Linked DNA regions of Sus scrofa: region 2 is linked to region 1. The links are chromatin contacts, called in public Hi-C maps. All regions are on one chromosome and are shown on one strand. The core of a region is the stretch at or near the end of the contact, and the rest is flanking DNA. Distances in the headings are between cores, read along the strand shown. Region 1 overlaps PPP1R3A (protein phosphatase 1 regulatory subunit 3A). Region 2 has its middle 110 kb from the start of PPP1R3A.

Region 1 (3,798 bases), core at 1,270-3,769:
ATGTTTCTGAAATATAAGAAGTAAAGTTCTTACAGGACCAAACAGTCCTTACTTTGTGCCTAGGTCTCGCCTCTCTTATTGAACTGGTCACAAGATATTGCAATTATTGGCTCATGTCTCTATCTCCTTTGCTATACTCAAGCTAGGCAAAATCTGGGACTAGTATAATGCTTGTGGCCTGAGAGGATGTCAATGTGTATTTTTTGAGGTCATTTGCATAAATTGAAAATAACAGAATATTTTTAGGGACTTTATTTTTTTAGGACCATTAATAAAGATAGGATTATCTGTGTAAGAGATATGGTATATTACATGTAATGTATTTATATACTAGTATAGGACCGTGCAGAATACTAATATATAACTACAATTCATAAAATAACTTGACTTGATGTATCTGGATTGAAGGAACAATATGGCACAATATTTAAGAGGACCAACTCTGGAGAAAGACTACTAGAGTCTGAATCTACACTAGCCTGTGACCTTGGAAAAACAAGCTTCTGTGTATCTGTTTCTGTCTGTAAAATGGGGAAGTCATAGTACTTCTGTCATGAAGTCATAAAACAGAAATAAGTTGTTTCACATAAGGGGCATAAAACAGTGATTGTAAACACTCAAGAATTGGTTATTATGTTATTGTCATAATAATGAAAATATTATTATAACTACTCATATTATTATTAAAGATTGAATCTTACATGCATAGATCAACAAAGATAAATATGTAGATGTTATACTCAAAGATTCAGGCTACAGCTGGTTTCCTTACTTATTCATGTAATAAAAAATCAACATGTTGCTCTTAGATGAAATTCTAATTTAAGGGTGGGGGTAAAATCAGGAAGGCCAAAAAATGCACATGGGAGAAGACAACTAACTTATATTGATGTCTGTATGCCTCATCCCAAATATTAGAGACTACGAAATAAATATGAAGGACATTTGTAATCTCTTCTTATTTTCCTTACCAACTTTTAAAGAGTGGAAATGTATTTAAAATATTTCCAAAAAGAATATTTCCACTCATATCTATAAGGTAGGAAATAAATTATCTTTTCTTTAACCTTATTCTCCTTATATGCATAATGAAAAATGGCAATTGAATTTGCCAAAGATTATTGGGAATTGTCATTGGGAAAAATCACTTAATGTGTGGTAATAAAATATCAATATTATTTTTAGAATATTTGTATAAAGTTGATTTAAATGTCATATTTCCATAAATGCCCCACACTAAAAATTTTATAAACTGTAAAGGCCACCTATATAGTATTATTAAAATAGGTTATGGATTGTTTAAAATGTTTACAAAGAGAATTTCTAACTTCACATAATGATTTTTAAGCATTCTCCCTCTGCTGTTTGCTATTATGTTTTATAGAGTGTGTCTTTAGGAAATTTTAAATGTTTCCTCTCAGCACCAAGTCAACCAATACATGATATTGATGAATTCTACAATAGAGTAGACATGTATCTGGCATTTCTTTAAATATTAAGAGACAAATTGCTAATGGTCTTAAGCTGTTATATGTCATGCTATATACATGCTATATATATTTCCAGGCTATGTACTGCTTTCCTTTAGATTCTGTCCCCAAACAGTTATATCTTTGTGTTATAATTTTAGTTTCATATCTAAATATAATAGAATGAATGTCTTCAAAGACAGGATGAATCTTTTACATATCATATATATATAACTACATCTTGTATTAGTAGACTGTTTGCTGCCATTACTCTCACTTATCAGATGTCAGAATACATGTATGTATATGTATAAATATGTATGTGGGTGCCTGTGTATATGTGCGTGTTTGAGTATATGTCACTAATCTCATATGCTAATCAGGCAAATATTTCCTTTTAAAAAATTCACTTGCTATCGTTGCTAGTTGTTCTGTTTGCTTACTCTAAAAGTTGACATGCTGAACAGGTGTGAAACTGAAAGATCAGCCATTTTCAAAGGGCATGGCAGCAGTTGGGAATATTGAGTTTCTTACACTTTATACCTTGTGATGCTTGTTGATTTTTAAGCTACTAAACTTCCTTACCTGAAAATATGTCTTGTTCTATTAATTTTCACATTATCCAGTGAATTATGGTATGTATTATTATTCTTTTAATATATAATCTGTATATTATTTCCCATGAGATAGAATGAATGGGATTTTTCCTGTGCTAGGAAAGTTAATAAATATAGAAAATTTATTTTTTAAGGGGAATGGAGAGGAAGGATTTTTTCTCTTTTTCCCACATCCCAGATCCACTGTACCATTCTGTCTCGTAGCTACATTCTCTTTGCCTATTTCTCCATTGTCTTTGATATTTTATGAAAAAATTCTAGCATTGCTTTAAGTTTATGCATTCTAAAATCAGACCTCAGAATACTTTATCCATGTTTCAGGGAAAGGATAAGAGGAGATATCGCTGCAAATCAATTCTATCCACAGGTATTGACCGAGATTTCCTCCAAACTACACCTTATGAGTCGTGGGAGGAAAGAAGCCATGTTCCTGTCCTGAACAAGCGGACAGTTCAGTTAGTATAATTAGTCAAATACTCAGTGCATGCAAGATGATTAGTGTCAAAAGAGATCTGAAAAATTGGAGAGATCTTACCAACTGAAATAGTAGGAGATTTCAAAAGGATGGGGACTAAAGCTGTACATGGAAAAATGTACCGAGTTGGATAGGAAGAGAGAAGGAAAGATAACTAAAAGTGACTTCTTAACAGAGGGACATACCTGAGCAGTCATAGAACAGATGAGCATGGCCTTTTCTAGGGAAATCATAACTTGCTTGACTGACAGAGGACTTGAAGCAAAGCAGTGGGAATGAAGGGGCCGTGGTTCAGATGGGGCAATAAGAAGGACGAAGCATTGATTCCAATCAAGATCAGTAGTTTAATTAGTCATTGAAAGAAGAATCAGATCTTGGCATCATCTCAGGCAAATAATGATTTCTCTGTAGTCCATTGTTGATTTACACATGGTATTCTTTATTATCATGAATATAAAGAGTTAAATATATTAGGAAAAACTTAGGGAATTCTTCCTTAAATTTTCACATAACCATTGTTTCATATTTGAAAACAAAGGTAATGTGTACGCACCTAACAGATATCGAAAAGACACAAAATAAAAATTCTGAAATTTTTAAAGAGTTGTTTGTTTAATAAGGTTTTAACACGCTACAATAATGGCATTTCTTGTAAAACATGTTCAAAGCTGGGTTGAAAATCCAAGTGAAAATTTTATTAGCTATTTAAAGAGGTTTGGGTAAAACTATGAAAACATTGTGTTAATGACCAAATCTATTTTTAAAAGATGAAAAGGAACTTATGTAGCCATGAGCTTTATTATGAATTTTTTTTCTGAAAATTGAATAAAATTAAACAAATTAATCAAATAAATAAAAGTATCTTTTTAAGCTGTTGTCTTCATATAGGAGTACAATTGTGGAAATGCTGGAAGAATATTCCTTTTGTACCTTGTTACAGAATCAAATGATCCTAATTCTCAGTTCCACAGAATTGGAAGGACTTAAATAAAAGATAGGACTTAAATAACAAACCACAATCTTTATTGCATAGTTCACTTTCTATATTTACTCAGTGAAATTTTGAAAGGTCAGAGATCATGTTAACAAAAATAAGTAGGTGAACTGGCCCTGGGGATAACAGCTCTCCTACTTGTATCTTTATTAGTTTTCCTGCTAGTTTTTTTGTTTTGCTTTGTTTGCTTATTTTGCAAAAATTTATATGTAAAAATTGAGCCTAATAAAGAAAACAACAAGT
Region 2 (3,915 bases), core at 660-3,159, 66 kb before region 1:
TGACACTTGGCTTTGTGATGCCAGTGCTGGGACTCTGCAAATCACATTTCTGCATCTTTTGTCCATGATGAAGGCTGTTAGGCTAGGCAATAGGAGACACTAGAGAGATTCTGCTGGAATAAAGGAGGAAGAAGAGCTATGCTCTCCCGTGGTTTGCTTCCTTTCTCATTCCTGTTTCTCTGAGCATCATCCTAGCAATGACTTCTCATTCTGACAGTGCCAATTCTTTCCTGTCGAAGCAGCTGAATCTGGTTTGCAGATTTTCAAACACTTGCAAAACCAGATTCATCATGATCTCCCCTCTCCAAACATTATACAACAAGAGCAGCAGTACTAACACTTCCTCCTCAGAGGTTTAGGTCTCGGGTTCACAGGAACCCTCCTCTGTAGTCTCTTTTTTTTAAATTTTTTTGTTAAAGTATAGTTGATTTACAATGTTCCTTCAATTTTTGCTGTACAGCAAAGTGACCAGCCATATGAAATAATGTGTACATATTTTATTTTATTTTATTTTATTTTCATACTATCTTCTATCATGTTCTACCCGAGACTAGACACATTTCTTTGTACAGTAGGACCCCTTTACTTCTCCATTCTAAATGTAATAATTTGCATTTACCAACCCCAAACTCCCCATCCATCACCTTCATTCCCCTCTGCCTGTAAATTTCCACAGTGAACCTGCTTTTTTCATTTGTGAAGTTTCTCCTATCTACGGCTTAATAAACAGTATAGGAGTCAGAGTAGATATCCCCCCAAAAATCTTTCATGAATAAAATTAAAACCCATTGGTTGTTTTAAGGAGAGAAATTGTTCAGTTGAAGATGTTCAATTGCTAGAAGTGTTTCAGACAAACAATGCAGGTTTCTGTTGCAGATAATACCACCTCCTTCTCAGAATCTTGATAGGACCAGCCCTAAATGCCAAGGGACCTTCTTATAGGCTCTGCACATTTAAGTCAATGTATTAATTATTAAACTATTGTTTTTCAGTTCCAAATACACTTTTCTATACTCTGCCTTATGATACCAGCGTTGATACCAGCTCTAACTGGGCAATACCTTCTACTCAGAATTTCGAGTTTGAGTTTTGCAAGGTCCTTTCTCCAAGTTTTTAGATTAGTAAACCCGACCTCCTGTTAGGTTCTTCTATCAGAAAATAATATAGAGAAACTGGAAGCCAGGAGGAAAAGAAAAGGAACTTCCTAAACTTGTTTGCTTGTTAGCATCTCCACAACAGCAGTCCTTCACTCCGACGGGGTCAGGTGGTTCTTTTTTCTCCCACACTCCCTTAAACAAAATCATGAAATCCCTTTCAAATACTAGCATTAGTTGGCAGGCAGCCTTCCTCCGAAGCCTGAATCTTTGTCCCTTGGGCAACTTCCTTTATGATCTTGAGACTCCAGCAGAAGCTGGACAACTCGCCCTCTTCAGAGGTCCAAAGCTTAGTTCTACAGGATATTTTCTCCATGTTTCTGAAATGCTGTGACCAGCTGAGTCACTCAGCCTCCCCCAAAGTCCAGCTCCTAGCTCTGTGAAGTTCTTCCTCTGACCTCCTGAAGTATCAGCCCAGCTGGGCACTATCTCTTCAATATTTTGAGTTCCAGCTATTTAGAGTCTCTTACCTAAGTTTCAGATCCTAATAACTCAAGATGTTCTATTTTGGTCTAATGTCCCTAGCAGTGGAAGCTACTTCTATAATTACTAACCATGTAACCTTCCTGTTTCCCTCTGTCTTTTCCATCCTCCCAAACTGTTTCACCAACATTCCATATTAAAATTTCTCAGTTAAACAAACTATACTAAGTAATCTCTGTTTTCCTATCTGGATCCCAATTAATACAGTCAAATTCCTGATACCAAGTAATGTCACCATTATTGCCACAGCTAACTGGACAGAGGAGCGACACCAATCCCAAAGAGTTCAAACCACAAAGGCAGATTGCCTGGCACCATATCTAAAGCCTAACCCTTACTTGCTGTGTGAAATTGAATGAGTTACTTAAGTTCTCTTTGCTGCTTTCTTTCTTTGTTAAATAGGATGATACCACTGTTATAAGATTGTTTTGAAAATTAAAGGAATAAATAAATGTAAAATACTTAAAAATTATCAATGTGTTAAGCTATTATATATTATTAAAATATTTATTTTTAAAGAATATGAGTTATATTTAAAAATCAATGAGTAGCAGTGTATGCAGAAGAAGGGTAGAAAGCAGAAACAAAGGAATTGAGTAAACACTCTAGTCTATGTTGGGTGTCCAGATTGCTTTCAGACCACTGGAACAACTTACTAGACTGCTATGAACTAAAATGAAATCTTCTATCCACCCTCATGTCTCTGAAATTTTCTATCTCATCTTTAAATAATTAATAATCAATTATATTAACTGCTAGAATAGAAAAATATAAAATGTTTATAGTCATAGAAGAAAGGCTGGAGAAAAGCCCCTGGAGTGTGATGTAAAAAGGGAAATTTGGTGAAGAAACAGGGAAACTATATGCAAGGAGAGAGCTTGAGAGAGAGCACAGCATTTACGAAAAATGTAAGTAGTTACCCTGTATTCCATATCCGTGGAATGTGGGAAAAACTGAAACTCATGCCCACAATCCTGCACTGATACAAAAGAGATGTCTAAGGATATTGGGGAGGGCCAGGGAATTTATGCTGGTGATATTCCCCCCAGGTAGAAGACAGAGTTAGGCTGCCAGTGATAAGAGGAAGGAAATCTGTCTACCCTTTAGATCCTATGCTGTGTTGGAAGATGCTAGAGACTGAATGTTTATGTGTACCATACCCCACACAAATTCATATGCTGAAACCTAATCCCTCAGTGTGATGGTATTTGACAGTGAGGCCTTGGGGAAGTGATTAGATCCTTAGGGTAGAGCCCCAGAGAGCTCACTTGCCCCTTCCCTCTTGTGATGACACAGCAAAGTGACAGCCATCTGTGAGCAATTCCTGACCAGATGCTAAATCCGCCAGCATCTTGATCTTGGACTTCCCAGGCCCCAGAACTGTGAGAAATACGTATCTATTGTTTATTATTCTCTCAGCTTATAGTATTCGGTTATATAGCAGCCCAAATGGACTAAAACTGAAGGAGTTGTCAGCCACTGGAGAAAGAGCTAAAAAACACAGCCTTGAGGCTCTGGTGCAGTCTTGAAGATGGAAGACAAGTAAGAACCATACACTTGTTGCCTGAGTAACAAGCAACAACAATCTGCATCTATGGGAGGGGCAAGAACAAGGGTCAAAATAAGCAGCACAGGTATGCAGGGCCTCCTGAGAGCTGCATGGAGAGCAGGAATACTAAAGAAAATTTTCTGGCACCCCAGTCCCTACAGTAGACACAAGTGCATAGATGATATTTGCTACAGGAATAATATGAAGCCTGTGCAAAAAATTCAGGCAAACTACTCACTACACTGAATCAGGCTGCCATTAACAGCTGGTAAAAGAAGAGATGAACACATTTTGAACATAGATATTATTTGCTTCAGTCTGTACTGTTCTTTTATTCACAATGTCTGGAATTCAATTTTTAAAAATGATACAAAAGAGCAAGAAAATTTAAAAAAGAACATTTTCCAGACATAAAGAAGTCAGTAGAACCAGACCTAGATGTTTGAACTATCAGGAAAAAAAAACAAAAAAAATTTTAAAATGACTAAATTGTGATTACAGTTAGTCCACCTGGATAATTCGGGAAAATCCTCCCCTTTTAAAATTCTTAATCATATCAAAAAAGTCCCTTTTGCTAAGTAAGGTAACGTATTTACATGTTCTAGGGATTAGAATGGAACCTCAGGACTGAGCAGGGAGACAATATTCTGTCTAATTCATCTGGATTCCCAAATTTTTAGCAAATTATTTCAACTGATTATGATTTCCCACCTCTTTTCTTGTTTGCTT

Evidence for each region. A called contact is a pair of places that touch in the nucleus more often than the background predicts.
Region 2: a Hi-C map of skeletal muscle shows a contact between it and region 1, with 5 times the contacts expected there. The contact joins two enhancer-like sites. A contact is called at or near these places in 3 of 47 Hi-C or Micro-C datasets (alveolar macrophages and skeletal muscle) and 1 of 2 datasets of contacts at active chromatin or transcription factors (skeletal muscle).

The regions. Positions count from the first base shown.
Region 1 is chr18:32,039,037-32,042,834 of Sscrofa11.1, reverse strand. It overlaps PPP1R3A (protein phosphatase 1 regulatory subunit 3A), which reads right to left. Exons shown (of 4, transcript XM_003360157.4): 4 at 2,886-3,798. Among named protein-coding and RNA genes, the nearest start is that of PPP1R3A, 43 kb to the right of the region's middle. Within about 2 kb of position 2,519, at least 1 of the 83 cell types and tissues checked has an H3K27ac peak or open chromatin away from gene starts, as enhancers often do. A contact at or near this core is called in skeletal muscle, where this site is marked.
Region 2 is chr18:32,104,150-32,108,064 of Sscrofa11.1, reverse strand. No RefSeq gene overlaps it. Among named protein-coding and RNA genes, the nearest start is that of PPP1R3A, 110 kb to the right of the region's middle. Within about 2 kb of position 1,909, at least 1 of the 83 cell types and tissues checked has an H3K27ac peak or open chromatin away from gene starts, as enhancers often do. A contact at or near this core is called in skeletal muscle, where this site is marked.